Linked DNA regions of Mus musculus: all the other regions are linked to region 2. The links are chromatin contacts, called in public HiChIP or PLAC-seq and Micro-C maps. All regions are on one chromosome and are shown on one strand. Each heading gives the region's core, a stretch centred on a gene start, on an enhancer-like site or on the middle of the called end of the contact. The rest is flanking DNA. Distances are from core to core; before and after follow the strand shown. Region 1 holds the start of Ttc39a (tetratricopeptide repeat domain 39A). Region 2 holds the start of Osbpl9 (oxysterol binding protein-like 9). Region 3 holds the start of 8030443G20Rik (RIKEN cDNA 8030443G20 gene). Region 4 overlaps Nrd1 (nardilysin, N-arginine dibasic convertase, NRD convertase 1). Region 5 overlaps Eps15 (epidermal growth factor receptor pathway substrate 15). Region 6 overlaps Ttc39a (tetratricopeptide repeat domain 39A).

Region 1 (4,769 bases), core at 142-2,641, 200 kb before region 2:
GACAAATGGGCCTGTGTGAGCACAAAGATTGGGCCCTCACAGGCATACAGGAACACAGATGTTCTGTTTTTTGTTAGAACTTTGTGCTTACTGGCCTGGAGGCTGGGAGCAGAGTTAGAGGTACCCAGGGTTCTTCCAGGGACTCAGGCACAGCTGTGGTATATAGGCAAGAGGGACGAGTCTGGCTTTCAGCCAGCAAGTCTGGGTTTGTGGATGGAAGCCTTGTTCCATGTCTGCCTTTTCTCCTGAAAACCACGCTTCTAATACTGAAGGGTGGTGTTCGGACAGGGCTGCGCAGAAAGGTAGTCAGCCAAGCTCCGGAGCTTTCAACCCTCAGCAGGAAGAGCGTAGCTAACCCAGCCTCTCTGTGTTTTCCAAAGCAGGAACCAGAAGTCAGGGAGGTTTGGTCAAATGCCTTGACCAAAATTATACAACAGAAAATGATTAGGGGAAAACTTAACAGGTGACTTCCTCCAGCCACGATGTTCCTCAGCACCGAGCTACCATTCTCTCAGACCCACACTAGAGGCTTCCAGCTGGCTGGTGGTTTCTCTCCTCCCTGTTCATCTGTCAGGCCTCAGGCCCTTGGCAAATATTGTCACTAGTCTGAGTCTCCAGGTAGGGCAGGCACCCCTCCCAGCTCACCTGAGCAGGATCTCTCTCTGCCCAGCAACCTCCCAGCAGCCTAGGATCCCAGCAACTGCCCCCTAAGCACTGAAACCCAAACACAGCAGAGCTGCTGACTATCTCCAGACAGCAACTGGCAGTGCCCGGGATCAACCTAGGGGGTCTGACTGTGACTTTGGAGGGGTGGGGGTGGGGCTGGCCAAGACAGCCATGTTGATAGTGACAGCACCCACCTTGACAACCTAGGTTCCTGGTACACCCAATACCCTGGGCCCGAGCACACTTAGAGCCCTTCAAATACCCCAAATATCCCTAAAGGGGATGTCACCAGACAGAGCTGTGTTCAAATCTCACTTTCCACTCTTACCTCCTGGATAATCAAAGTCACTTAAGAGCTATGCCTCAGTTTTCTCATCTGTAAAGAAGGGTGATCGTAACAAGGCCCACCCCATGGGTATAGACTCCATGAGGAGGGAGAGAAAGTTGGGACCCAGAAGGCCTGTGACTGAGCCAGGGTCCCCAGGAGGCAGCGGGGCGCGGGCTGCAGGCTGCGCAGCGGCTGGAGCCGCAGTGCGGTCCCGGGGCTCCTCCTAGGAGGCCCCCGCAGCGTTCGCCCTGCACGGCCCGCGCCCCGAGGCGGCCTCCGCCACTCACCCCGCCGGCAGGTCGCCCGGGCCGCTGGCCGTGGTCATCGCTGCGCGCGCCGGACGCCAGGCGCAGCCCAGGTGCTGCGGCCGGATCCCAGCGACGCGGCGGCCGGGGAGGGGCGCGCCGGGGGGCGGGGAAGGCGACGGGGCCGGGCCGGTCTCGGGCTGCCCACCCGCGCAGTGGGACCATGGCCGCGCCCGCGCAGCGCAGCGCCCGCCCCTGGCGCTGGCCAGGTGGGACCCGGGCGCTCAAGGTCGGCACAGCCTGGCCTTGGAGCATCGGCGCAGACATGGACCGGAGCTGCCAACACCTCCACCCACTCGGGCTGGGAAATTCTCCACCTTCCCTAGGCCTCAGCTCCCGGCCCCACACCTGAGATCTCGCGGTCCAGCCTCACTGCCGGGCCATGTTAGCGGAGAAAGCCTAGCTTCTGCAGACAGGCGTGGACATTCATTCTAACCGCTTGCCCAAACGGGGCCAGTGTTTTGCAAGAGACCAGAAGGCGGGAAAGCGGGCGGGTTAGCACGCACCGCTAGCAGGCAGCTCACACTCTCCTTCTCAAACAATCCCTAAAATTGCCATTTTTTTTTTTTTCAGATGCGAAAACTCGAGCGGTTGAGTTCATGTGACCTGTGTAGAGCCACTCTACAGTAAGTGGCCAGCAGGAACTGCAACTTAGCCCTCCTAACTCCAAAGCTCACACTCAGCCCCTTCTCCCTTTGGCCCCCTCCTCTCTCACTTCCAGAGTGAGTGGTCCATCCCCCAGATGCCCACTTTGCACTTAGACCTGAGACAGGTTCCGAAGAAGCCCACATGATCTTCTAGCAGAGAGCCCTGGCCCATTAAGAGTTAACCGGCCACTACCTCTGGGCCCCAGATGCTCTGGTGACTCATCATAACACGTGGCTGCCATTAGATTAGAGCTGTCCCTTTAGAAAGGCAAGGGACAGGAGGAGGGATTGGCCCTGAGCTCCAGGATGTCAGAAGAGGAAGCAAAAAAGAGCAGCCTGCAAATGCAGCCATGGTGGGAAGGACTTGGATCAGATCCCAGAGGAGCCAGGCAACTTGAGTTTAGGAATAGGGAGAAATGTCTGGGGGATTGCTGCTCTCATCAAGATAACTGCCTGGAAAGACTGTGAGTTGTTTGTTGTTCTTTTTAAAAATATTTTTATGTGTATTAGAGTTTTGCCTGCAGCTATGCCAGAGTGAAAGTGACACATCCCCTGGAGCTGGAGTTACAGACATTGTGAGGCGCCATGTAGGTGCTGGGAATTGAACCTCTGTCCTCTGGAAGAGCAGCCAATGCTCTTGACTGCTGAGCTATTTCCCAGGATGTCCTTATGCTGCTCTGTGTGAGCAGAGGCCAGGCACTGCTATGTGGAAACTATCCCAACTTTGGTAGCCTCACATATGGGCTTGAAAAGACGATGATGGGAACCTGACCACAACAGCATGTACCAGCAACCATTATTTAAGGAACCCAGACGAGGGTGAGTATGTTGGGGAAGGGGGAAGGGGGGGGGAAGGGTCTGTCCGGAGCAGATGGGAGCTGAGCCTTGAGAAGTGCGTTAATGAAGCTGGGAGCAGGTGTGCTCCATGAGGGACCAATATAGACAAAGGCACAGGAGTGGGTAAGGGCACACTGATGAATGCTGGGGTCTGTGGTTCTGAAGAGAACAGTGTAGAGACGAGTGAGTCCTAGGTGATGAGGCTGAAGCCTGTCGCACGCCCCACACAGTCATGTCCTCGGGCATTTGTACATGCTGTTTCTTTTGCCTAGGACACACACTCCTTCCTGGTCACATAATTCATCCATGGAACCAGGGATGGAGCCAACAGCTTATCACTGAAAGGTCTCTCTTCAAAAGAAAAAACAGTCCTTCACAACACTACACACTTGTAACACGTGGGAGGTAGAGGCAGAAGGTGCAGGAGCTCAAAGTTATCCTTAGCTAAGGCTAAGGGCTTCCAGGCTAGCTAGGCTATATGAGAAATGGACAGACAGGGACTGGAGAGATGACTCAGTGGTTAAGAGCACTGGCTGCTCTTACAAAGGTCCTGAGTTCAAATTGCAGCAACCACATGGTGGCTCACAACCACCCGTAATGAGATCTGATGCCCCCTTCTGGTGCTGTCTGAAGACAGCTACAGTGTACTTAGGTATAATAATAAATAAATCTCTGGGCCAGAGTGAGCAGGGCCAACCGGAGCTAGCGGGGCCAATTGGAGTGAGCAGAGGTCCTAAATTCAATACTCAACAACCACATGAAGGCTCACAACCATCTGTACAGCTACAGTGTACTCACATACATAAAATAAATAAATAAATAAATAAATCCTTTAAAAAAAGAAATGGACAGACAGCATGAAAGGTAGCACGGGGGATAGGTAGACACAACAGATTGCTAAAGTAAAAAAATTCAGGGCCTTGTTGGAATGACAGAAGAGGCCAGGTAAGTGGTCCTGAAGCAACTAAGCTCCATTAGTTCTGATTCTACTTAGCCTGGCTAAAAAAAATTCTATTTTTATTAAGAACTTGTATCAGTTCAGATGTCACCTCTCCCAGGAAGTTCCTGGCTGGGTCCCAGACTCTCATCTCTTGCCTCCAGTGAGCAGCCCTAACTCCTGTGGGTGACACTGTGTATGACACGGGGAAGGAGCAGGAAGAGATGCCTGTACGTGACTCTCGTGGACATCTCTCAAGGTACGGTAAAGTCTGATCGTCACTGTGTTTCTGCCTATGGATGGCTGACAGTGAACACTGGCTTCAGGGAGGTCCCAGCTCCCTCTGAGGGAGTCAGCTTAGCAATGGCTGACTCATGTCAAAGGCCACTTACAAGCCACGCATGCTTGTAATCTTGGCCAACCTTCATTTTTAACTGCTCTGTGAAGCTCAGTTTCTGCAGAGGGAAATGGAAATAACCCTACCTACTTCCCTGTGAGCAGCAAGAGTTCGTGCACATGGAGACGGAGACGGAGAGGCCTGGCATGCAGCACAGCGGTACTGCTGGTGCCTGGAGATGGACTCTGCACTTCTCCCCATTTTACAGATGAGAACAGTTGAGCAAGGTCAGCAGCAGAGTCAGAACTCTTCCCCCATCACCACAGTGGTCCTCAAGCTGGAGCCAGACATCCAGTGAGTAAATGGGGAGTCCCCAAGGCTGGTCCAGGTCCTCAAGAGTTCTGGCCCAGCTTCGGCTCATTATTGCTTCTTCCTCCCAGCCCAGGTGACCCAGCTTGGATCATGTGCTTAGGGCCATGTTGAGCCAACAACTGAGCCTGAGGATTACCTTCCCAAGTCTCAGTCCCTTCCTCACCAGTCGGGACACTTGTCATGCCTGCGAGATGTCAGACCTGCCTTCCTTCCTCATTTCCTCCACAACCCACAAGAACACAGCCAGGACCCCTAGGCTTCTCCACTTCAGGACCACTACACACTATTCACACCATCCTTCAGGACCACTACACACTATTCACACCATCCTTCAGGACCA
Region 2 (4,942 bases), core at 1,934-4,433:
GAATGTAGGAACAAGACCAGTGTGTGTCTCCACCATGTTTAACTTTAGCTGATGAGTGTAGACTGTAGACAAGGCACTATGAGCTGGACATTGTCTTAGGAGTCAAGCCTTTCCTCTGCCTTTTGCTGTTGACTTGTCTTTTCATGGCGGACGCTAAGGAGAGCCTTCTGATGCCTCTTGACCCCAAGGAACGCTAAGACAGACTAAGCGGTTGATGATACTGTCCACATTATGTCTAAGGCATTTAAAAATTATTTCTAAGTATGTGTATATGTGTGTGTCTGAGCACAAACTCACAGGGTTTTGTTTGTGTGAGTGCAGTGTCTAAGGAGGGCCAGAAAACAACGTCAGATACCCTGGAGCTGGGATTAAAGGCAGTTAGTTCTGTCTTTTATTTAGCATGTGGGTCCCAGGGGTCAAACTCAGGTCATCATGCTTGGTGGCAAGTATCTTAACCCACTGAGCCTCTTTTTTTCAAGACATGGTTTTTAAGTGTAGCCCTGGAACTTACTCTGTAGACCAGGCTGGCCTTGAACTCACAGACATCCACCTGCCTCTGCTTTCCAAGTGCTGGGATTAAAGGCATGTTTCCTCCCACCCTGCCCTACCCCACCCCATCCACCCCACCGCACCCCACTCACCCCTGCCACATTGAGCTCCCAGGCCCCACATTTCTTTTTTTAAAGACACAGTCTGCTACTGATTTTATATCTCACCAATTCTGCCGGACTAGCTGACCTGAAATCCCCAAGGAACTTCCTGTCTCATCTTCCCAGCACTGGGACTACAGACATGCACCTGGCCTTTGTGTGGGTGTGAGGCCTCTGAACTCATGTCCTCTTGCTTATGCAGCAAGCACTGTATCAGCTGAGGCATCTCTGGAATCTCAGTATTGGGCAACTTTCCTGTTTACTTTCTTAGTATTTGCTTCCATTACAGAAGATCCCAGCACTTGAACACAGAAGTAAAACTGTGTAGAGGGACAAATGAGACTAATGAGAGGGGAGAGGCAAGAAAGGGGAGAGGTAGGAGCTATGAGGGTATAGCTGATTGTGTATACATGTATAAAGCTTTGAGAAAGTTCCCTTCTCATTCAGGCCCAACCCCTCTTCCCTTTATTTTTTTTCCCATAGCACTTAACAATTTGTAACTCACACATCAAAGATTTTGTTGTTTATCCTTGCCTTCCTTTCTACCTTCTGCAAATGTTCTCAAAGCCTTAAAAGAGTGCATAGAGCAAAACAGCATGTGTGCTTAAGTACAGTCCCCTGATTCTGGGAGTTGAATTTAGGGACTCACATATGTTGGGCAAGCACTCTGCTACTGGGCTATATTCCCAGACTATGGTTATTAAGTGTGTGGTTTGTGTAACAAATACATAAATGGACATTGGGGGTGGTCTCTTGTGAGGTGTCAAGAATGATCTATGTTTTCTTAAGAAAAGGCAGGTCTGATAGCTATTCTTGGTTGTCAACTTGACTACATCGGGAATTAACTAAAATCCAAACATGGCTGGGCACACCTGTGGTAGATTTTTGCTTAACTGGATGATATGAAGTGGGAAGATCCACCTCTAGTCTGAGCCACACTTTCTCCTGGAAACCTATAAATAGGGCATCAAGAAGGACGCTTTCTCCTTTTCTGCCTACGTCTCTCACTTTTGCTAGCAAGTCCATTACTTCACTGGCATTAGGGCCTATTCTTTCCAGATTTTGGCATACACAGAAGACTAGCTAGCTGAGACATCCAATTACTAGTTTCTTGGATTTTCTATGCATAGGCAGCCATTGTTGTCTTTGCTTAATCACATCCTGTAATAAATCCCACTCTGTGTGTGTGTGTATATCTATCGATCTCTCTATATATACACAAATATATTCATTCTGTAAGTATTTTTACTCTAAAGATCCCTGACTAATATAGCAGGGGTAGAATGTTCTCCTGGCATGCACAAAGCCCTAGATTTTTCTCTACAGTAAAACAACAAAACAAAACAAGAAGTATATGAGTTCTTTTTGCCTGCATGCATATCTGTGTACTACATACATGTCTGGGGCCAGGGAGGCCAAAAGAGGATCACTGGGTTCTTCTTCCCCTTCTTTTTCTAGATTTATTTATTTATTTTATGTATGTGAGTACACAGTTGGTCTTCAGACACACCAGAAGAGGGAATCAGATCTCATTACAAATGGTTGTGAGCCACCCTGTGGTTGCTGGGAATTGAACTCAGGACCTCTGCAAGAGCAGTCAGTGCTTACCCGATGATGAGCCATCTCTCCAGCTTTCCCAATCACTAGGTTCTTAAATATAGAATTCTTTGGCCAGGTGTGGTGGCTCTCACCTTTAACCCAAGCCCAGAAGCAGACAGATCTCTGTGAGTTAGAGGACAGCCTGGTCTACCTATATATAGCAAATACCAGAACAGCCAAGGCTGCAAAAGAGACTCTGTCTCCAAAAAAAAAAAAAAAAAAAAAAAAAAACAAAAAACCCAACAAAACTTATGTTACAATTTAAAAAAAAGTTTTATGTAGCACCCACTACTCTCAAACTCATTATGTAGTCAAGGATTATCTTGAACTTACAAAAAAAAAATTTAGTTTTAGTTATATGTACTTTAGTGAGTATGTCTGAGTGGGGTGGGAATATTTGCTCCTAAGTGCTGGTACCCTCAGTTCTGATGGCCTGGAGTTACAGGCAGTTGTGTGCTCCCCTACCCTCCAGATCCTCTTGAAGATGTTTTTCTCTTATTCTCTCTGTCTGTCTGTCTCTCCCTCCCTCCCTTACACCCACCTCTAAACCCCCCTCCCCTCCGTCTCTCTGTCCCCCCACTCCCCTTTTCTCCTTCTCTCCTTTTTTTCTTTTCTTTTTTTTGTCAGTCTTACTTAGCTGAGTCTGGCTTTGAACTACCGATCCTCTGGTCTCCCAAGTGCTGGGATTACAGGTATCCACCTTCACGCCTGTTTTGGATAAATAATCTAAATATTCACGCTCGCTTTCTCAGTTTTCTGCCTCCATAACAGCCCGCCCTATACACAATAGGCGAAGAGAGAAAGAAACAAAGCATGCTTGACTAGGATTGCCAGGGGCGTGGGTCCACCAGCTGCACAGAGGAGCCGCACCTGGCCCCGCCCACTCACGCCCTGGTCCCGCCTAGGCTCTCGGAGACCCCGCCCCCTGCATGCCGAATGCCATATAGGCGACTGACGTCAGGCCGTTTGTTGTCATTGGCGGCTCCCAAGATGGCGTCCATCGTGGAAGGGCCGCTGAGCAAATGGACTAACGTGATGAAGGGATGGCAGTATCGTTGGTTCGTGCTGGACTACAATGCAGGGCTGCTCTCCTACTACACGGTGAGTGGCTGAGGCCGCGCTGCTGGGACGGCGAGCTACGCGGAGCCGGGGCGGGGGTGCTCCGCTGAGAGACCGCCGTACGCGAGGTTCCCTTGTGGAGGAGGGCTTTGCGTGCGGGTAGCCAATGACCAGAAGGGAGATGCGGACCCAGCCAGTGAGCAGCGCCGGCCGGCTGATTTATGGGCCGGGGGCGAGCCGGGTGTCTCAGGGAGTGGTTCTGTGACTAGGTAGGGTCTGCGCTGAGACGAGGTACGGGTGGGCGTAGTCCCGGTGTGGCAGGTCAGCCTAGCTGTCCACACTGTGCGTCTCTCCTGTCCCCAGCCCGGGCACTGGCCGCACCCCTTAGCTTCCCTCCAGGGCTCGAAGAGCGCTGCCTTCTCGGAGCAGTGGTCAGAGGAACCTGGCCAGGTCCAAAGGTGACCCGCGTCCACACCGTGGGCTCTGAAATCCCATCAGTCTGTCCAGCAAGGCTGTCCTACTGTGGGGATGCACCCCTCTTTCCAGCGGGGCACGAGTGTAACGGACTCCGTAACTTTTGAGAGCAGAGGATTCCCTCTGCGCGAGTCTTCTGGTTGCGGAGATGTAGAAAGAGATGGTGCAGTTGCCCTGAAAGTTGTGTTCTGGAGAGGACCGACTTCGCTGTTGTTGACGCGAGTTAGTGGCCCAGGGTAGGTAGATGAAATGCTGTGGAGCCTATGTTCTGACCGCCTCTTCCACCTCCTTCGCATTAGAAATGGAAGGTGGGCGGTGTTGGAGAAATTACTAACGGGGCCACTTTCTTTGAGCTGTATTGTTAATAATAGCCCGTGAGAAGAAGAAAAGCACCCAGAAGGACAAAATATAGAATGTCTTGAAGGCTTTAGAAAATGATAGAAGAAAAACGAAGAAATACGATTATGGGAGAAGAGTTAGTGTGGATGAGGGAAGTAGGGACACATAGTTATTCATTCATTTAAAAATATCATTGAGTTCCTGTCCTGCGGGTCTTCATTCCAGCAAGAATCGACAGCTGTGTAGACGCTGCCTCTCTTCTCGAGCTTTTAGTGTAGTCTAGTGGGCACCTTAATTCATTTACTCTTAATAAATTTGCAAGGTAGGTATTCATTATTCCCATTTAATGCTCCCATTTTACAGTTTTGGAATCTGAGACTCCAGGCTTTTAAGTAATTAGCTCAAGATCACATACACAGCTGTAAGTGGTGGAGTCAGGCTTCCCATTAAATTTCTCTTTTGCTACAGGAAGTAGAAAAGTACATGCTGTTAGGCAGGTCTGCCAAACTACAAGCGTTGGTCACCTTTATCATTCTTTGGATATGAACTTATGTTCTCTGTGTCTTTATTATTTTTATTTTTGATGGAGCCCAGGGCCTCGAAAATGCTAGGTCAACACTTTACCACTGACCCACATTCCTAGCCTCTCTTCTACGTAATTTTTAAAGGATCAAATTTTAATGAGACACAAACATATTGTTCAAAGCTGAATACAGTAGCTTGTATATGTAGCCTCTTAATTTTAAGGTCAAGCCAGGTCAGTGTACCTAAAGAGACCCTGTCTCAAAACAAAACAAACAACACCCCAAAACAAACAAAAC
Region 3 (5,008 bases), core at 1,096-3,595, 230 kb after region 2:
GGTCAACTAAAGCTATAGGAAATCTTGTTCCATAGATAATTGATTGATAGATAGATAGATAGATAGATAGATAGATAGATAGATAGACAGATATTCTTAGGAAATTATGCCCTGAGATTTGTGTCAATCTATCCTGATAAACTTACATTAGAAAATTACTCTGCTGAGTGAGTGGGGTGGTGCACACCCTTAATCTGAGCACTCAGGAGGCAGAGGTAGGCAGATCTCTGAGTTCGAGGCCAGCCTGGTCTATAGAGCAAATTCCAGAACAACCAGGACTATATGGAGAAACTATGTCTCAAAACAAACAAACAAACAAGTTACTCTGCTGTTTTGATCACCATTCTTATTTATTCACAAAGCCTAATGTGTACTATGTGTTTAGCAAATATCTTTGAACCACTAGATGAACACACCCACAGTAATATTGACAACCTTATACAGTAGAGGAGGCTATGGAGTCAAAAATGCTGAGGTCAAATCCTGGCTTTAGTGCCATGAGACTAACATTCTCCACAAATCTAAATTTGTTCTTGTGTAAACTAAGGGCAACCTAATCTTTCTCGTGCATGTATTGTGAGAACTAAATATGATAACACTGCCTAGCTCACAGTGAGCGCTTGGCAAGTGTTATATCTCCATAGTGCTGAGAATGTGGACAGTACCTCGCACTCATTAGATCTTTTTTTTAAAGTGTGTGAGAGGTTGTCTAGTGCTCACATTTACCCAACACAAGCCAAGGAATAGGTCTTCAGCTTTAGAAGGCATAAGAAACTATTGGGAAGATAGTTTACCATAAATGTAGCTTTGGAAGGCCATGTTCTGAGGAATGTCAATGATTACTTGACATTGCAATCCTGTCTTTGCTTTTGGGAAGGAAGGGGCCTTTCCCTATTTCCCTAGAACTGGTCCAACAGCCCAATTTCCTGTGCTCATCATCTGATCTGGGTCATTGTCTAAACCATTCAGAAGTTCCCTCCGGGATCAATGCCCCAGATTAGCATTCCGATCCTCACTCTCAGCCTGCTTGTCACCTCAGCCTGAAATGCTTCTTATTCTCCCTATTCACTTCTTCCCATCCACCAACGCTTAAGCTCAAGTCTATGTTCACAAGCATCTCTTTAGAAATTCTCTTAGCTTTTGAAGTGATATCTCTTCCTTGGGCTCTGAGGAAAGCAGTTCTCTCAGCACTGCTTCCCAAAAGGAATGATGTTCATGAAAAACAGGGTCTTTAACAAGCTGATGTCATCTTAGTAACCCCGAGGGCTGAGGTCACTAATGTCCTGATTCTGATTCCTGATGCTACGGTTGTGAGCGTCTGGTGTTTGTGACACTGAGACTTTATGTGGTTTGGGCACTATAAATGTATAGCAGTGACAGGGGTCTTATTTGGGGTGTTGAGGGAGGGAGGTGTGTTTCCAATTCTTCTCTCTCTCAATCTCTCTCTCTCTTTTTTGTTTTGTTTTGTTTTTGTTTTTTTTGAGACAGGGTTTCTCTGTATAGCCCTGGCTGTCCTGGAACTCACTTTGTAGACCAGGCTGGCCTCGAACTTAGAAATCGACCTGCCTCTGCCTCCCGAGTGCTAGGATTAAAGGCGTGCGCCACCACTGCCTGGCAATTCTTCTCTTCTTGAAGGGCTTCATTCAGTCAAGAAACACAGTTTGAACAGAGACTTATTCAGCACAGTAGCAGATATCTGTTTAGGAGAGAAGCATAAGCTTAGTCTGTAATGCTAGGCAAACCAAGCACGAAGAGGCCTGAAGTGGGCTGCCCCACAGAGAGAAGCATCAGGGTGGCTACTGCATTGTGGATTTTAAAGTGATTATATAAATATTTATGAGGTGGGTAGCATATTCATGTGGTAGGTAGGTGATGCTTATTCTGTCCCAAATTGTGGTGGACCAGTTTTTCCTTTTAGGTATTTTCCACCATGATTCCTACCAAGGGGGTGTGGCTGTCAAAACCATAACGAAAGTGATAGAATAATGAACTTAGGTCTTTTGAGGATTCAGACCCACCGATAGAGTACTCGTGGTGTCTTGGCTTCTGTGAGAAGAACCTAACGATCTTCAAGGATATGTAACAACAAAGGGACATTTCTGTTAGCAGATGTGTCAGCAGGATGTAATTACAGTTTGCCTTGGTTACCTCCTATCTTCCTTTACCCCCACCTATTTAGACAGGAACAGTGTCCTTCCTGGCATGGGTGGAAGCTTTCTTGGAAGCTGTCCTTGCAATTTAGCTGTGATTAGCTATAATAGATACAATCATACACGCAAGGACTGTGATGCCTTAAATATGCACTTGGGCTGCAGGGTGGGGGACGCTGTCTTGGGAGCCAGTTAGAGCCTTCCAAGACAGGTGGAACAATCCTCTTATCTGGTCAGCTTGGCTGTCTCATGCCCGCTGCAAGCCCTTTATTTCTCGCCCCGACTGTTCCCAGGTACACTTGTATTAACTTTAACATTCCTTTGAACCATAATATTTTGCTATCGCTGTGTTTTCCTTTGGTTTCTGTTGTGAGGAAAGGGGAGAAGTGGGTTTATTTAGCTTGACTGTTTACAAGGAAATGCACACAAGGAAACAGTTAAACTAAATATATGTTTACAGGGCATCAAGGAAAGCCAAAGCAGGAACCTGATAACGTGAACGGAAGCAGAGACCATGGAGGAAGACCGCTCCCTGCAGTCCCTGCTTGCTTCCCTGCCTTGCTCAGTCTGCAGTATATTTTTATACAACACAGGATCATCTGCCCACTCACAGAGGGCTAGACCCTCCCAAACCAATAATTCATCAAGAAAATACCCGATAGACTGGCTGACAGGCTAATCTGATGGGTATAATATTTCAGTTGGGGTTCCATTTTCCCAGGTGACTCTGATTAGTGTCAAGTTAGTAGAAGCACTCACAGTGACAGTTGCCCTTGAATTTCTGTTAACAAATGGGTAAAACATGGAATAGTCAAAACAATGTTTGATGAACAGTTTTAATTGTTTCGTGTGGTTCCTTGAAAGGGACCACATATTTTAGTACTCTGAGAAGCCTGTCAAAGAGTTTTTCACTAGACTACTCAGCTTGTGTATTATTGACTCTCAGCCAGCTGACACAGTCTTTATTTTCTTGCTGACCAAGACCTGGGGCTTGTTTACCGGTTCCATTGTGATGACTCATTAAGTCTGAGGCAATAAGAACCAAGGAATGTGTGACCCTGTGATGGACTGAGCTGTGCCACCCAACAAATTCATGTGTTCATATCCTAACCCCAGATGACTATCGTGGGAGGTAGGATCTTTGAGAACGCAATCAAGGCAAACAAGGTCACAAGGATGAGGCTCCAATCCTTCACGACCATGTTCTTATGAGAACAGGCAGAAACAATTTTGGCACTAGAAACTGAGCCCATCATAACCACATATTCAATAGATTACTGAACGCTAGCCACCCATTCTGGAATGAGGTTGAACTTTTTTTCTTTTTTGGAACAGGGTCCCGTGTATCCCAGGCCTGCCTCAAACTCCCTAAATAGCTGAGGCTGGCCTAGCTTATAGAGTGCTGAAGTCCAAACCCAGGGTGTCAGACATTTTAGGTGTTTGGTTTTGGACCCTGTGAAAAGGAACCGGGGTGTGCATCTTACATATCAAAGCAGACCTGGCCTCCAGGTTCTCCCAACATCCCTCAACCTGGCATATCCTGCCCCAAACCCTGAACTTTCCAGCCCAGAGGCTGGGCTGCCCTTGCCCCAGAGACTCTTCTCTATATAATCCAGACATTTTCGTTCTGCTCTCTCTCCTTTCTCTTTCTCACTATCCCCCTTCCTCCCTCCCTCCCTTCCTCTCCTCTTTTCTATTTCTCTTCTCTCTCAGAACATATGCCCTTTTCTCTCTTTCTCCCTCCCCTTCCCCATACCCCTTCCCCCCTGGTGACTTCCTGCCCTCGGTCCTTGGGGCCAGTGAACTGGCTTGCTGAAGAGCAGCTTCCCAATAAACCTGCTTTTAATATAACCTAATCTGGCTTGACTTGGCTCATTTCACAGTTGGTGAAGAAATAACCTATCACTAGGTACACACTCTACCAACTGAGCTACATTCCCAGTCTCTTATTTAAAATGTTTATTGTAAAATATATTAAAAAGTCTACAAAATATGAGGTCATGTTAAAAAAATAATAATCAGCAGATACTTGTAAATCTAGCACTAGGGATATAAAGACAGAAGATAAGGAGCTCAAGGCAAGCCTCGGCTACATAGGGAGTTCTAGGCTAGCCTAGGCTACATGAGACCCTGTCTCAGGGGGAAAAAACTCATAAAGAGTGATCAAAAAATAAGTGTTTCCATAAATAGCATTGGTGAAAAATAGGATATTGTCATACAAATGGAGTCTCCCATGGGACTCATTTTTCTGTATATTTCCCTCCCCACAGAGTCATAATAATTTTATAGTAATAATTCCCCTGCTTTTCTTTATATGATCTATGTACCCCTAGACAATATTGTATTAGTCAGGATCCTGGCAGGAGACAGATGATACACTCAAATTAGGATAATTTTAGCAGAGTTAAAGAAACTATTTACGAGAGTGCCAGCAGGATATGATAAGATCCTAAGAATAAATTGCTTTTCTGGAGCTGATAACAGTGTTCTTATCTCTAGGTTTAAGGGGAGAGAATAGAGAACAGGGAGGCAGAGGGGAGGGAAGGAAGTGTACTGGAAATCAGAGACACAGTGGGTTGTGGCAGGAGGGACAGCTGATAGGAGCTGAGACTCACAAGGACAGGGAAGAGCTACACTACAGGAAGGCGCAGTAAAGGACCAGAGAATAACAGCCAACCCTGCCACCCTTTGGAACTTCAGCCTTCCGGGCTCCTTCCCAGGAGATAAACCTAACCAAACCAGAGTCAGAAACCAAAGGAGGCTACTGATGGAAATCTCTGCCTTCCTGGAACCAAAGAAGTATGGCGAGTGAATCCGGAGAGACAAGTGCAGGACAACTAGTGAATGAATGAATACAT
Region 4 (4,665 bases), core at 567-3,066, 170 kb after region 2:
AAACCGTACCACACCCACAGTTTTGCTAGACTCTAACTGCCCACTGACAAGGTTAGAAAAGGCACACAAGGTTTTGCTAGTGACAAACCATGTGATTATCATGAGAGAACTCTTGAGCTTAATTCCCAGTAATTTGAAGAAAAGAAACTAAAGGCAAAATTAAAAAAAAAAAAAAAAAGACTAATCAAGTTTTGAATTTAAGCCAAACTTTACTTACACAGATAGTTCACTTGTTGTTAGATTTGTGCGTGTGTGTGTGTGTGTGCGTGTGTGTGTGTGTGTGTGTGCGTGTGTGCGTGTGTGTGTGTGTGTGTGTACCACTGTGCATGTGAGGAGTTCAGAGGACAATTTGCAGGAATACCTTGTTTATCCCCAGGATTAAAATCAAGGAGTCGTACTTAGAAGCAAGCACCTTAATCTGCTAAAGTATTTGTCAGCTCTATTTAAGTATTTGATGTTGTGATGTGTTGTGATGTGATGTGTGTACAAGTAGGGTCCAAAGGTTGATATTTGCTGTCTCCCTCAATCGTTCTCCGCTTTTTAATTCTTCTCTCATATATTATATCCCAAATACCTTTTTTTTAAAGTTACTCCTAAATACCTGCAAAAACCTACTTTTAATTACATTTGTTTGTGTGTGAAGTCACCATGTAGATGCTGTAGACTGAACTCATACTTGGTCTTACCTGCCAAACCATCTCACTAGTCCTTCCTCCTCAATATTCTCTACACGGCCTCTGGAACCTGGAGCTTGCTAACTCAGCTAGCCCGGCTAGCCAGCAAGTCTGAGGGATCCGCCCTCTCTGCCTCCCCAGAGCTGGGGTGGCACGTGCCATAGGTGCTGGAGTCTGAACTCAGATCCTCATGCCTGTGAAACAAGCTCTTCAGGAACTGAGCCATCCATCTCCTCAGACCCAGAAATTTGACTTTTAAGTAGCATAAAAAGAGAAATTCTCAAAATCAAAAAACTCTAGATTATATGTGATCTCATCACAATTCTATTGTTTATTTTAGAATTTGACAATAAGACTTAGGAGACTAAGGTAGGTGAATCTCTCTGAGTTCAGGGCAGGCCAAGTCTATACAGCAAGTTGAGGGATACAAAGAGACCCTGTCTCAAAAACAAACAAAAATCTGCACCAGTATCAATCACTGTATCAAACAGGAAAAGATCACAAAGGGACAAACACCAGAGTGAATAAAACTTCATATGCATGAAGTAATTTGCAACAATTTATAAATTAACCTCTATACTAAAAATAAGCAATGCCTGCTACAACAATATAAATGCAATTTAGAATCACATTTTTGGATTAATTTTGAAAAATGAAAACTGTTTCATATGTTATCAGCTTTGTTTGATCTCAATTTTGAAGAGGTTGGGTCAAAATTTTATAGAACGGAGAATGATATTTGGTGAGAGGAGAAGAGAAGAAACATGCAAACTATAATGTCAAAAGGAATTGTTTAACACGTGATTATTAGGACATCTACAAAAGGTTAAACCCCCAAGACAACAGAAGTTACTGGAGTCTCCTCAGTGAGTCACTAAGATAATCAGGACATGGAAGGAGCAGAGATGCTCTTCAGTCTTGACATTTAGAATGCTTCTATCATTGCTACAGGATTGCTCTTAATTATCTTATAGGACCTTTATATAGGGATGAACAAACAGCTTGCCCTGTAAGTTTATGAGCAATATAAATATAAAACCACAAATATGAATCATCTGAAAAGAAAACACAACAGCTGAGCTAGGTGTGGTGGCACATGCCTGAAATCCCAGAAGGTCAAGGCTACATGAGCCCCTGTCTCAACCACACATGACCTCTGAGTAGTACACCAGTATACTCATACGCACTTGAAGTTAGTCCATAAATGACCTATTTCTGTGAGAGATGATTTGTATGAGATGATCTACGTTTCTGTGAACTTTGCCATTACTTTGTAACATATTCATTTCCTTCCATTTTTAAGAAATATTTGTATTTATGTATAGTGGTGTGTGTGTGTGTTGTATGTGTTGTGTGGTATGTGTATTAGTGTTGGGGTGCTGGTGGAGACCAGAAGAAGATGTGCGATCCCCTAGAGTTGTAAATATAGGCAGTTGTTAGGCACCCATCACGGATGCTAAGAACCAAAGTCTGGCTCACTGCAAGCAGAGCAAGCACTCTGCTGAGTCATCTCTCTAGCTCCAGTTTGTAATTTGCCAGATAATAGAGTAACAATATGCCATAGTGACTCAAACATCCTATGAAAGTAGAACAGTTGATCTTTGAACAACATGTGGGAATATTGACCCCTGGGGCAGTAAATACACACCCTCACACACAAACACACACCCTCACACACACACCCTCACACACACACACCCTCACACACACACACCCTCACACACACACACACACACACCCTCACATACACACACCCTCACACACACACACACACCCTCACACACACACACACCCTCACACACACACACACCCTCTCACACACACACACACACACACACACACACACACACCCTCACACACACACCCTCACCCATACACACACCCTCACACACATACACCCTCACCCATACACACACCCTCACACACACACACACCCTCACACACACACCCTCACACACACACACCCTCATCTCTATGGGACTATATGTGCATGCTCTATGATTGTGCATGTGTACATGCATGTGTTCATATGTATGGAAGCCAGAGGTCAAATGTCCTTCTCAATTGTTTTCCATCTCATTTTTGACTATCCCAAAAATTGACTAACAGCCAGATCTTCACAAAAGCCATATCAGTAACATAAACTACCTATTGACATGTACTTTAGATTTCATACACATTATATACGGTGAAGACTGTTCAAGTACTGAGACCTTTTTAAAAGAAAAAAAAAAAGCCTACAATACAGTTGACTAGAGCAGACTAACTCTCCGTGTGGACATGATCAGCAGCTTCATGCAGATGTCACAACAGTGGAGAAGGATAAGAAACGATGTCAGTACTAATTGACTACCATTCATTCCATGTAGTTATGCTTTAATACATTTGCGTCTGTTTACATTTCTCTCTGCTGTAAATGATGCAATGTGTTTATCCAGGTTTAGATTAAATGTATACTTTATAGATTTGTGTATATTTTATGGTAATAAATAAAATAAAATATTATGTACATGTATTTTATGTATTCATGTCATCTAGCTTTTTCTTAAATTTTTTTTCTTTCTAGGCTATGTGTTTCATCTGTAAGGTTTTCTAAAATGCTGCAAAATTTCAAAAATAAACTGCATCTGAATGGACTCTTGCTACTCAAGACCTGTTAATCAAGGGCAAATGATACTTCAGAGTAACTCTAGGGGTGTAACAGATAACACTACCTTTGGACTGAACAACTAAGGTCATGTAATGAGCAGAGTAGTAGCGCATCCAGAATTCTCTCAGTCTGGCATGTGTATCAATGTTATTCTTCTTTGGTTCATGCTTGAGTGTCTCAGCATTTCCTATAAAAAATTTAAAACATTAAAAATTATAGAAGTAACTGTTAAAGGTCTTCTACACCAACAATGAGTTTTCTACAAGCTTAGAAAACCTATGAAATTACCCAAGTGACATGTAGTAATAGCATAAGCCAGGAGACAATTCTGAAATAGACACATAGGGATTGATGGTTGGAAAAAACCTCAACAACTGACAGTAATTGCCTAAAGTTCCTTTCTTGATAGTCTAGTATTAAATTGGTTTTCCCCTCTGAATTATTTTACTAAAATTCTGCCTAATTCTTAAAAATAAAACATAAAAAGCTAGTATGCCATAAGTTACACAACAGATACAGAAAAATATTATAAAACAGCCTTGAATTAGATCAATCCATCCTGGCCTCTATACTATGACAAGATTAACAGATTACAACTGACATCTACCAACAATAAAAAGCCATTATGAAAAGCAGATACCAGTTCAACGGCTTACCTGTTAAACAAAATTAGGCCACAGCTCAAAAAGTATTAGAAAACCATTCCTGAGTGTCTCTTGATAAATGGAAACATCAGGTTGGGGTGCAGACTTTACAATCAGATAAAGAGATACTCAAACCCCCATCAAATATTTATGACCTGTGTAAATTAAGCAAATCACTCAACTTCCAGAGCATGTTTATCTTTAAATGGAGATTATAATGGTACCTATCTCTTAATACTTGATAACAAGCTAATGCTATAATGCATACGAGGCCAGCACAGTGTCTGGCATCTAGACAGCACTCACAAAATGTCCAGCTCTATTCTAGCAACACTCAGTGCTAGAGGATCAAGCACAGCAAGCTCACACAACACTATTCCAAGAGTTTTCCAGCTGCGCTCTTAGAAGGTAAAGAGCACTTTGCTATCCCAGCACCATGAATTGTTCTTTAGTTTTGGGTGGTCTGGGTAGGTTCTGTGTTTCATTTTGTTGTTGTCCTTCCTTGGTTATAACAGGGTCTCATATATCCCAGGCTGGCCTGGGAGCTGAAGATAACATTGACGTTCTGATCCTCCCACCTCTACCTCCCTGAGGAATAACATGAATGCACCCACCAAACCCAGTTTTATGCAGTTGTGGGGATCAAATTCAGAGTCTTATGCTTTCTAGGCAAGCACTGTACCAACATTTCTAACCC
Region 5 (4,720 bases), core at 2,176-4,675, 130 kb before region 2:
TAATTTCTCTAAAATTAAAGGTGGGCCCCTATTTATATAATTTCCAACTGGTTATATAAATATATAACCAGTTGGAAAATAAATGGTGTAAACATTTTAAGAATGTATGATACACACACAGACACACACACAGACACACACAGACACACACACACACACACCCTAACTCTTTTAGTTTTGGGAGGCGGGCTGTTTTTCTGTTTTTCTTAATTAATTTATTTTTATTTTACATGGTGATTACACATGTGTACCACATGTGTGTGGGTGCATGCAGAGGCTAGCAGAGGGCTTCCAGTATCCCAGAACTGGGGCTACAGTCAATGGGAGCTGCTGTGACCTCAACAGGATCTGTGAAGAGCAAGTGCTCTCAGCCACTGCAGCATCACCACTCCAGATGGAGGCTGGCTCTTTTAATGAGCTTTTTCCCCCCTTGAAAAATAAGAGAATATATCTATGGGCATAAATAAAACAGAACCTAACAGCAACCTGACAAAACAAATTTGGGAGCCTGGCTTCTATAAAACCAAAGCACATTTAGTGGCAGGACTCAAAATTAGATCCATTTTTTTAAGAAAAAAAAAATGTTTATTTTTCAAATAAAAAGTACCTCATTTGTTATTTTTATCCAGAAAGACAAAAAGTATGGAAAGAAACATAAACCACGAATTTGGTGTTCCTTACTATTTTATAGGGATAGTAAAGTTGTTAACCAAGATTAATTTACATTATACCTAGAAAAAAATCCAGCATGACACCTGGCACGCTAAATAAACTTCAGGAGCTATTATTAGGATAATTCTTTTATTTATTAATTAATATAAGATCACACTACTGGCTTTTTCCCCGTTCTTAAAACAGGGTCTTACTATGTAGCCATGGCTGTCCTGGAACTCAATATATAGACCAAGCTGGCTTTGAGCTCAGAGAGTTTAACTTTCCTAGTGCTGGGATTAAAGGTATATGCCATCATACTGAGTTATTTACTGGGCTTCCAGAAGTGGCAAGGAAACATACAAATTGATGACACTTTGGCCCTTCTGTTGGTGGAGATTGAGAATCCCCAGTCCCTAAAATTAGTTTGTTTTGTTTTTTTTTTAAACAAGGTCTCTCTACATAGCCCTTGCTGTCCTGAAACCAAGCAGACCTCAACCTCTACCTGCCTCAGATTCCCAAGTGCTAGCATTAAAGGCCTCAAAGCCCAGCCTAGAACCCTAAAAATTTTTGAAGGATGTTTTGTTTTTCAAACTCAGACTATAATACATCTTAAAATTTACTGCTTTATTGTAAGATACAACTGTCCTGTCCCTTAGTAAGCTATAACCACAAAATATATGTAATTAAAGATTTTTATCTAAAATCTATATATTAAAAACAAGTAAATCTTAATATATTTTATTTACTATATTCAAAAATATTACAGTATGTAATAAATCTAAAAAATGTTACTGAGATGTTTTATATTCCTTTCTGATACTTTGAAACCAAAACATTTTAAACCAACAGTACATCTTAACCTGGACCCGCCTATTCCAGTGTTTTCATTGGTGAGGCAGTCATTGATACCTCCTAGTGTTGGCGCATAGATGTGCTAGAAACAGATCAGACTGGATCATTTAAGTTAAAGAGCTCTACACTTAGTACTATAAGCAATGATCTCTTCAAATCTAATGGTTTTTAGTAGTAACTTAATAGAACTAAATTGAAAACATAATTTTAAAATTTTAAGATTCTAAGGCTCTCTTAAGAAAATCTTTCTTTGAGATAAGGTCTCACTATGTAGTCTAAACTGGCCTTGAACTTGTAATCAGCCTTTAGTGTGCTGGAATTACAGGCATAAGCATGATATACCACTTATGAAAGCTCAGGCTTAGACTATCCCTCATCAGTCTGCAGAAGGCCCTGACCTAGGTGCTGCAAAAGAACACAACAAAGCTCCTATGGGACGGTAGGACTCAGCCAGCTCCTGAGAGGTGGAAGAGAAGGTGGCAGAGATTGGGGCTAAAAGACGCATTTCTGGGGTATCAAAAGATGTTATTGTTTTAAATCGGTTCTTGAATACAAACAAGGTAGAAGCCTACACATTGAGGAACAGAATGGCATAGCATGACCATTCCTAAACCAATCCATTAGCCTCCATGGGAAATTGGCAAATCCTTCCCAACCTACCCCACCCTTGTGAGGCTCAGAAAGATGGCAAAGTCTTCCTCTAGTCCCCAATATTTACCACCTTCAGACTGCTCCACCAAGATTAGCTAGACCTGACTTCTGGTTCATCTGTATAAGATGATCTGCCTCCTTGTTCAGCTGTACATAATGAACCTGTCCCGTTATGTGGCTGAATGTAATGAGGTTACCTTCTATTCAACTGTTCATGATAAACACACTGAACTTCCTGGGCACTGTGGCTTCCTCATCCAAGAGCCCAGGCCACCCAATCCCAGTTTTTTAGTCTCTAGAGATCCCTCTATGTGTGTCTGTTCTTCATTTCCTCATGGTCTCAGGTAGGTCAATCTCTGGGACTGTGCAGATATGGTACTGACCATCTGGCTACAATGGTCCTGTTTGTCTTCATCTAGGAAAAATAATTCATTCAGTTATTCTAAATAGTTTTTATTGAGCAACTATTCAGAAAGCCTTTCGCTCTAAGGTATGAGCTGAGTATTGAGGACGATAACTAATAACCTATACTAACTTACCATAGTCTCAGCATCTGTATAATAGTGTTTGCATTTCTATTTAACAGACAAAGAAACTAAGATACTGACAGTTAAATCTGACCAAATCAGGATAGTGAGATGGCTGAGTGGGTAAAGACACTTGCGGCCTAGTGTAGCAAGATGAGTTTGATCTCCAGGACAAACATGGTGAAAGAAGAGAAAGACTCCTCCCACAAGTTGTCCTATGACCTCCATGTATACACACCACCCCACACACTAAATAAATGTGAAAAAACTAAAATGAAATTGACAAAATTATGCTGATAATCTAGAAATCTGGTTGAAAGTTCTACCACTGAAATTCTGTACTAGATGGCCTTGTCTGGAATAAGAGACAGGAGCTGGAAAGGTGGTTCCATGGGTCAAGGCACTCACCGCCAAGCCTCACAACCAGAGTTCTAGCCTTCAAGATGCCTTCTGACCTCCACCTATACTTTGTAGAATGCACACTTGTACACATGTACACACACTTGTACCTCATGCCTCCACTGTATAAGTAATTTAAAAATTGTTAAATCAAGATAAATCCTCTTCCTCTTCAGGGATGTTGCAAGAATTCAACAAAAAATTTACATAAAGTGGATGCAGCACAATTCCCAGTAACTATTATAATTACCTATCTTGTTTATTGGCCTAAAAGTAGGATAATAGGACTGGCAGGATATGACTTTTACTTCCTATGTTTTTGCTAAAAGGACAGACAAGCAGGAAGTAGAATCTAGCAGATGTCAAAATATTACCTCCTGCCTCAGCATAAATTATCATGACCACGCTATACAAGTGATCAAAATAGCCTCCGTTTCTTGCACCTTTCTGACTTCAAGAACTTCTTAGGGGGTTGGAAAGATGGTTCAATGGTTAAGAGCAAAAGCTGCTCTTGCTAAGGACCTGAGTTCCCTTCACAGTACCCACAATTGCCTATAACTCCAGCCTCACCAGGATCCTACACTTTTGGCTACCACAGGCAACTGATTCACAAGTACATATCCCACCCCATATACACACATAATTTAAAAATAAAATAAATCTAAAGCAAAACAACCCCCCAGAACTTCTCTGAGGCTTTTACTTTCAAAGTAAAGATTCTTATGGACTCCATCAATAGCTTTTAAGAATTTGCTGAACACAGTAGTGCATACCTTTAACCCTACACTCAGGAGCAGAGGCAGGTAATATCTGTGAGTTTAAAGCCAGGCTGGTCTACATAGCAAGTTCTAGGCCAATTAGGGCTACACAGTGAGATAAAATAATTAAAATAAACAGGAACAGAAACAGAAAAAGAACAATTAGCAATCTAAAGATTTCAAAAATAATAAGAGCTGTTAAACATGGGTCATAAAGCATGGATAGATACTCACAGTGTTAAAGGTATGTCTAGGCAAATGAAAACAGTAAAATCCTAGGCAGTAAGTAATAAAAGAGGTGGCAGGCTGAGGTGCGGGGTAATAAGCCCACCTGCATCATGTGGTTAGAAGAAAGGAATTGGTACAGTTTGAATGTAAACGTCCTCATAGGCTGTTACGATTGAATGTATGGTCTTTAGATGGTATTGCTATTTGTGAGGCTGTGGGAAGTTTGGTGTGGCTGGAGAAGTAGGGTCACTAGGAGTGAGCTTTTGAAGATTAAAGCCCAGCCCCACTGCCAGTGTAGTCTCTGCTTTCTGGTCTGGCTGCTGTATGACAAGCTCTACAATGTATTCCTGCTTTGATGGATGGAGCCACTCCCACCATCCAGCTTGCTTTGTCATGATAGACTGAACTCTCTGAAACTGTGAACCAATGTAAATCCTTCCTCCCTTCAGTTACTTCTGTCACATTTCCTCACAGTTGTGGGGAGCCGCCCTCACATTCGCCTTACAAGATGGTGCTGACATCCTGTGTTCTAAGTGGTAAACAAATAATCTGCGCATGTGCCAAGGGTAGTTCTCCACTCCATGTGCTCTGCCTTCCCCGTGACGACAACTCGGCCGATGGGCTGCAGCCAATCAGGGAGTGACACGTCCT
Region 6 (4,587 bases), core at 1,818-4,317, 230 kb before region 2:
ATCACAGATTCCCAACTCAAAATAGCAGATAGCCCTGATAGTCTTTAAGTGACTCTCAAACTTCCTTCTAGAAGTTCACAAGCCAGGCCTTCATTGTCTGTATTGCTCTCAACATTTTTATCTTCCACGCTTTGGACACTCATTGGCTTTTCTAGCCCAAAATTTCAAAGTTCTTCCATATTCTCCCAAATCATGGTTAGGTCTGACGTAACAATACCCCATTATCCTAGTACCAATTTATCGTAGTTAGGTTCACTACTGCTGTGATGAAACACCATGGCCAAAAGCAACCTGGGGAGGAAAGGGCTTATGTACTCTGTTCCAATAACTGTTTCATCACTGAAAGCAGTGAGGGCAGGAACCTGGAGGCAGGAGCTGATGCAGAGCTCGTGGAGGGCCACCGCTTACTGGCTTCCCACAGCTTGCTCTGCCTGCTTTCTTCTAGAACCTAGGACCACCATCCCAGGGGTGTACTTCCCACAATGGTCTGGGCCCTCCCACATCATCAGTAATTAAGAAAATGCCCCATAGTCTTGCCTGTGGCTGTATCTAGAGGCATTTTTCAACTGAGGCTCCCTTTTCTCTAAAGATGACTCTAGCCTGTGTCAAGTTGACATAAAACTAGCTGGCTCCGTCATGGTGTTGATCATGGCAACAGGGATGGATGGATGGATGGATGGATGGATGGATGGATGGATGGATGGATGGATGGATGGATATAGAAACATATATAAAACATGAAAGAGGAAGACTTTGGAGAAAGGTAGACTGGGGAGAAGGCGGCTGGAAATAGGCAGAGTACACTATATACCTTCATATATGTATGAAAATGTCACAATAAAATCCATAATTTTGTGTGCTACCCCCCAAAATTAATTTTTAAAAGATCTTAGCATGAGGTGATGTCTCTCACCTGAAATCCTAACAATTGTTAGCCTAAGGCAGGAAAATGGCTTCAAGTTTACGGACAGCCTAAGCTACGTGGGTTCTAGGCCCAGGCTGGAATGAGAGACTTGTCTTAGTTTGGGTTTCTATGGCTGAGGTGAAACATCGTGACACACAGAGGAGGAAAGGGTTGATTGGACTCACAGTTCCATAGAACAGTTCATCACAGAGAGCAGCAAGGGCAGGAACTCAAGCAGGGCAGGAACCTGGAGGCAGGAGCTGATGCAGAGGCCGTGAGGGGGGCTGCTTACTGCCTTACTCCTCGTGGCTTATTCAGCCTGCTTTCTTATGAAACCCAGGACCACCAGCTCAGGGTGACATCACCCTCCCACATCAATCACTAATCTTAAAAAAAAAAAAAAAAAATCCTCCAGGCTTGCCTACAGTCTGATCTTATGGGGGGCATTTTCTCTGTTGAAGTTACCTCCTTCCAGATGACGCCAGTTTATATCAAGTTGACATAAAAAACAGACAGGAAAAAAAAGTCTGGGTAATGGGTAATGGCTCAGTGTATAAAATGCTCACTGCATACGTGTGAGAACCTGAGTTCGTCAGCACATGCATAAAGCTAGGCTTCCTTGCAGGTGTCTGTAACCCCAGTTTGGGACTGGCAAGTGGGGCAGAGTTGAAGCAGGGCAAATACAGGAAGTCCCTAGGGTTCACTGGCAAGCCCACATAGCTGAAATGACAAGGTTCATATTCCATGAAGAGATATCACTTCAAAAAATAAGATAGAGAGCAAGAGAGAATGACATCTGGAAGCCAGTGTCTGGCCTCCTTCACAGATTCATGTGCCAAATATATGTTCTAGCACACACAAAAAATGAGTTATTGAATAGTAGCTCATTTTTCATATTAACTATGGGAGATAGTTAATACATGGTCTCATATAGGCAAGGGGAACACATAGTCCATGAGTCACATGACGGGACAAGGGGATAGGGACAGAAGGAAATCAGTAAGCCACAGGAGAATGTGGGACATGACAGCTGGACATGGTGGCACAAGCTTTTAATCCCAGCCATTGCCTTGATCCAGATGGGGGTGGGGTGGGAGTGGGGCTCCACCTGTAGCCCACAGCAGTCCTTCAAGACATATATGGCCTACCTCTTGACTGTACCCCATGTTGTCCCTGACTGGGGAGTTTTTTCACTGAAAGTCATCAAACATGGTATATCTTCTGTTCTTCATGGCTCTGTGCCTTCAGTGTCTTCTCTTTGTTCTCTCTGTATCCTGGCCTAGGCCTGCCACCGAGAGTGCCCAGCAAGCACAAGAATTCAAGGTCCTTTCTGCCCCCGCTATAATAAAGCTCGAAGGACCTGTCAGGCTTTCCATGACCTGCCCCAAACACAGGATCGTCTGATGGCATCTCTTCCCCATCCCTCCATAGACCCTCTGGGCTTTTGCCTGTGAAGACTTTCTCTTACGGCCTCCCTGCCCCCACCCTGACAGACCTCTTCCACTCACTGACAACCAGGAGTCAGGCTGGAGTATGCAGTGACTCATTTACAGTCAAGTCATCCAGGGACATCGGGTAGACCACAGTCACTTCTGATCCAAGGCCTTCTCCCTGGTGTCAGCTGTTTGCCCTCTCATTCCACAAATGTTTACCTCACTGCAGTAGGAAACCCAGGCTGTGCCAGGCACACAGTACCTGTCAGCTTCCAGCAAGTGGCTTCTGGCATCCGGCCTCACTTTCATACCACAGCCCTTACCCAGTGGACACAGAGCCTCTCGGGAGTACCCGAGCCCTGAGCCCGTGCATTTCTTGCTCTGGGCTTTCACCCTCCCTGGCTCCCCTTCAAAGGTTTTACCTTCTTAGGCCTACTTGGAGCCCTTTGATTTAAAACACATAAAGTGTAAACAATGTGTTGGTGATGTGTCCATGTGGCTGGTGGCTGCCACACTGGGGTAGCACAGAAGAAAGACACCCCTGCCACAGTAGCCAGTGTGATTAGACAGCACTTGCTAGACATGTGATAGGTAGATACGCTGACACTTCGGAGTTGGAGGGGTGTAACTCGGGAAGCAGGGGATGCTTAGCGTGGATAGACAGGGCCCTGGATCAATCCCCAGCACCAAGTCCAGTTTCTCTGCTGGTCACAGCTTTTCCCTCCTCCCAACCCTGAGTCCTGTTCAAACATTTGGTTCTGTTTAGATGCCAGGGGACAAATCTGTGTTCAGTCAGGGGTTTGGCCCTTAGCTCCGAGGCTCCATGGCTTATCGGGGCGACCCCTGACCCACAGTGTCAGCTTACCTTGGACCAGGAGTTCTCCTTGCTCAGCAGGTCGGCGTAGAAGTAGGCCATTTTCCACTGGCCCTTGTAGGTAAAGCACCACATCAGCTCCCAGTAGCACATGTGGTGAAACTGCTTCCAGTGCTGCTGGGCCTCGCAGCACTCCTCAAACCGCCGGACAGCCTGGGACAAGCAGAGGTCAGCTCAGGGAGGCCCACCGGACCCCCATAGGACAGCCTGGGACAAGCACAGGCCAGCTTAGGGAGGCCCAGTGGGCCCCCATAGGACAGCCTGGGACAAGCAGAGGCCAGCTTAGGGAGGCCCAGCGGGCCCCCATAGGACAGCCTGGGACAAGCACAGGCCAGCTCAGGGAGGCCCCACCTGGCCCCACAGCCCACAGCAGGGATGGCCTCCCCCAAGGCACGGGCGTCTGGAAGCCAGGGAATCTGGCTTCCTGTACTGGCGCGACACTAAGCCTCATTGACGATCCATGATGCTTGCCCCCTCGTATGGATTCTAGAGATCTGGTCCCTGAGTGAGAGCTCCGAGCAGAGCACACTGGGGGAGGGGACAGAAGGTACAAGCTGTTGAGGCTGTAATTCTCCCATCCCTGTGTGCACGTGGGCATGGATGTGGGTGGAGCCAACCCCAAGCACCTTTCCTCAGGAGCTATCCATCTTTATCTTGAGACAGGGTTTCTCGCTGAGACCTGGGGTTCCCCGATTAGGCTAGGCTGGCTGGTCAACAAACCTCATGCCACCATGTCTGGCTTTTTCACATGGGTGCTGGGGACTAAACTCAGGTCTTATCCTTTTGTGCCAAGCAGCTTACCAACTGGGCCATCCATCCAGTCCCAGAAGGTGTTAATATACTAATACAATAATGTCTGGACCTCAGAAAGAACACCAAAGAGTCCAGTAGTTTCCATGGTTACTCACAGCCAGGGATTTATCCTGCGAGGGCTCGCTGGAGATTTCCAGGACTCTGGAATGTAGCCTTCTATATTGGCATAGTTCTCTGAGCTTTGCCATGGCTGTGACCTTCCCTGTCTCTAGCTCAGTGGTTCTCACCCTTACTAATGCTGTGACCTTTTAATACAGTTCCTCGTGTTGTAGTGATTCCCAACCATACAATTATTTTCATTGCTACTTCATAACTGTAATTTTGTTACTGTTGTGAACTGTAAATATCTAAAGTTTTCTTCTGATGGTCTTAGGTGACTCCCGTGAAAGGGTCATTTGGCCCCAAAAGGGTCATGACCCACAGGTTGAAAAACATTGCCCAATCCCTTTCCATGGCCCTTTCTCCTCCTTCCTCACTCCCACCCCTACCCTATTCACCGAATCCAGCCTAGTCACCCATGCCCCGGGGGGACAGCAGCTTTTCCTGATCAGGAATGTCAGAAT

Evidence for each region. HiChIP or PLAC-seq counts read pairs in DNA pulled down with a chosen protein or histone mark. A called contact is a pair of places that touch in the nucleus more often than the background predicts.
Region 1: an H3K27ac HiChIP or PLAC-seq map of embryonic stem cells shows a contact between it and region 2, with 2.3 times the contacts expected there. The contact joins the promoter of Ttc39a here to the promoter of Osbpl9 in region 2. A contact is called at or near these places in 24 of 39 promoter capture datasets (the 3T3-L1 cell line, 3T3-L1-derived adipocytes, the C10 cell line and 16 more), 3 of 484 Hi-C or Micro-C datasets (embryonic fibroblasts, epidermal suprabasal cells and nephron progenitors), 6 of 115 datasets of contacts at active chromatin or transcription factors (bone marrow-derived macrophages, embryonic stem cells, extraembryonic endoderm stem cells and 2 more) and 4 of 9 other capture datasets (adipose tissue, liver, macrophages and 1 more).
Region 3: a CTCF HiChIP or PLAC-seq map of the NIH/3T3 cell line shows a contact between it and region 2, with 7 read pairs. The contact joins the promoter of 8030443G20Rik here to the promoter of Osbpl9 in region 2. A contact is called at or near these places in 4 of 39 promoter capture datasets (the C10 cell line, cranial neural crest, embryonic stem cells and 1 more) and 1 of 15 datasets of contacts at CTCF or cohesin (the NIH/3T3 cell line).
Region 4: a CTCF HiChIP or PLAC-seq map of the NIH/3T3 cell line shows a contact between it and region 2, with 10 read pairs. The contact joins the enhancer-like site here to the promoter of Osbpl9 in region 2. A contact is called at or near these places in 3 of 39 promoter capture datasets (liver and neutrophils), 1 of 15 datasets of contacts at CTCF or cohesin (the NIH/3T3 cell line) and 3 of 9 other capture datasets (adipose tissue, liver and pancreatic islet).
Region 5: a contact with region 2 is called in an H3K4me3 HiChIP or PLAC-seq map of bone marrow-derived macrophages, with 2.6 times the contacts expected there. The contact joins the enhancer-like site here to the promoter of Osbpl9 in region 2. A contact is called at or near these places in 5 of 39 promoter capture datasets (3T3-L1-derived adipocytes, the C10 cell line, hippocampal neurons and 1 more), 5 of 484 Hi-C or Micro-C datasets (cerebellum, cerebral cortex, cortical neurons and 1 more), 2 of 115 datasets of contacts at active chromatin or transcription factors (bone marrow-derived macrophages and forebrain) and 4 of 9 other capture datasets (adipose tissue, liver, macrophages and 1 more).
Region 6: a Micro-C map of the HL-1 cell line shows a contact between it and region 2, with 3 times the contacts expected there. The contact joins the enhancer-like site here to the promoter of Osbpl9 in region 2. A contact is called at or near these places in 5 of 39 promoter capture datasets (the 3T3-L1 cell line, the C10 cell line, liver and 1 more), 6 of 484 Hi-C or Micro-C datasets (the G1E-ER4 cell line, the HL-1 cell line, the HPC-7 cell line and 3 more) and 1 of 9 other capture datasets (liver).

The regions. Positions count from the first base shown.
Region 1 is chr4:109,403,722-109,408,490 of GRCm38.p6, reverse strand. It overlaps Ttc39a (tetratricopeptide repeat domain 39A), which reads right to left and starts at 1,391. Exons shown (of 18, transcript NM_153392.2): 1 at 1,282-1,391. The coding sequence starts at 1,319. Ttc39aos1 (Ttc39a opposite strand RNA 1) reads left to right here and starts at 2,234. Exons shown (of 4, transcript NR_131195.1): 1 at 2,234-2,765; 2 at 3,885-3,979; 3 at 4,222-4,411; 4 at 4,498-4,769.
Region 2 is chr4:109,200,513-109,205,454 of GRCm38.p6, reverse strand. Osbpl9 (oxysterol binding protein-like 9) reads left to right here and starts at 3,183. Exons shown (of 24, transcript NM_001368727.1): 1 at 3,183-3,350. The coding sequence starts at 3,240. Gm46867 (a long non-coding RNA gene) reads right to left here and starts at 3,262. Exons shown (of 3, transcript XR_001784406.1): 1 at 3,206-3,262.
Region 3 is chr4:108,969,414-108,974,421 of GRCm38.p6, reverse strand. It overlaps 8030443G20Rik (RIKEN cDNA 8030443G20 gene), which reads left to right and starts at 2,345. Exons shown (of 6, transcript NR_040664.1): 1 at 2,345-2,443.
Region 4 is chr4:109,027,597-109,032,261 of GRCm38.p6, reverse strand. Nrd1 (nardilysin, N-arginine dibasic convertase, NRD convertase 1) reads right to left here. Exons shown (of 31, transcript NM_146150.3): 7 at 3,389-3,511. Among named protein-coding and RNA genes, the nearest start is that of Mir761, 12 kb to the right of the region's middle. Within about 2 kb of position 1,816, at least 26 of the 459 cell types and tissues checked have an H3K27ac peak or open chromatin away from gene starts, as enhancers often do. A contact at or near this core is called in the NIH/3T3 cell line, where this site is marked.
Region 5 is chr4:109,332,021-109,336,740 of GRCm38.p6, reverse strand. The region is part of intron 12 of Eps15 (epidermal growth factor receptor pathway substrate 15); the gene reads right to left. Among named protein-coding and RNA genes, the nearest start is that of Gm52702, 9.0 kb to the left of the region's middle. Within about 2 kb of position 3,425, at least 1 of the 459 cell types and tissues checked has an H3K27ac peak or open chromatin away from gene starts, as enhancers often do. A contact at or near this core is called in bone marrow-derived macrophages, where this site is marked.
Region 6 is chr4:109,431,766-109,436,352 of GRCm38.p6, reverse strand. Ttc39a (tetratricopeptide repeat domain 39A) reads right to left here. Exons shown (of 18, transcript NM_153392.2): 12 at 3,203-3,364. Among named protein-coding and RNA genes, the nearest start is that of Ttc39a, 27 kb to the right of the region's middle. Within about 2 kb of position 3,067, at least 73 of the 459 cell types and tissues checked have an H3K27ac peak or open chromatin away from gene starts, as enhancers often do. A contact at or near this core is called in the HL-1 cell line and liver, where this site is marked.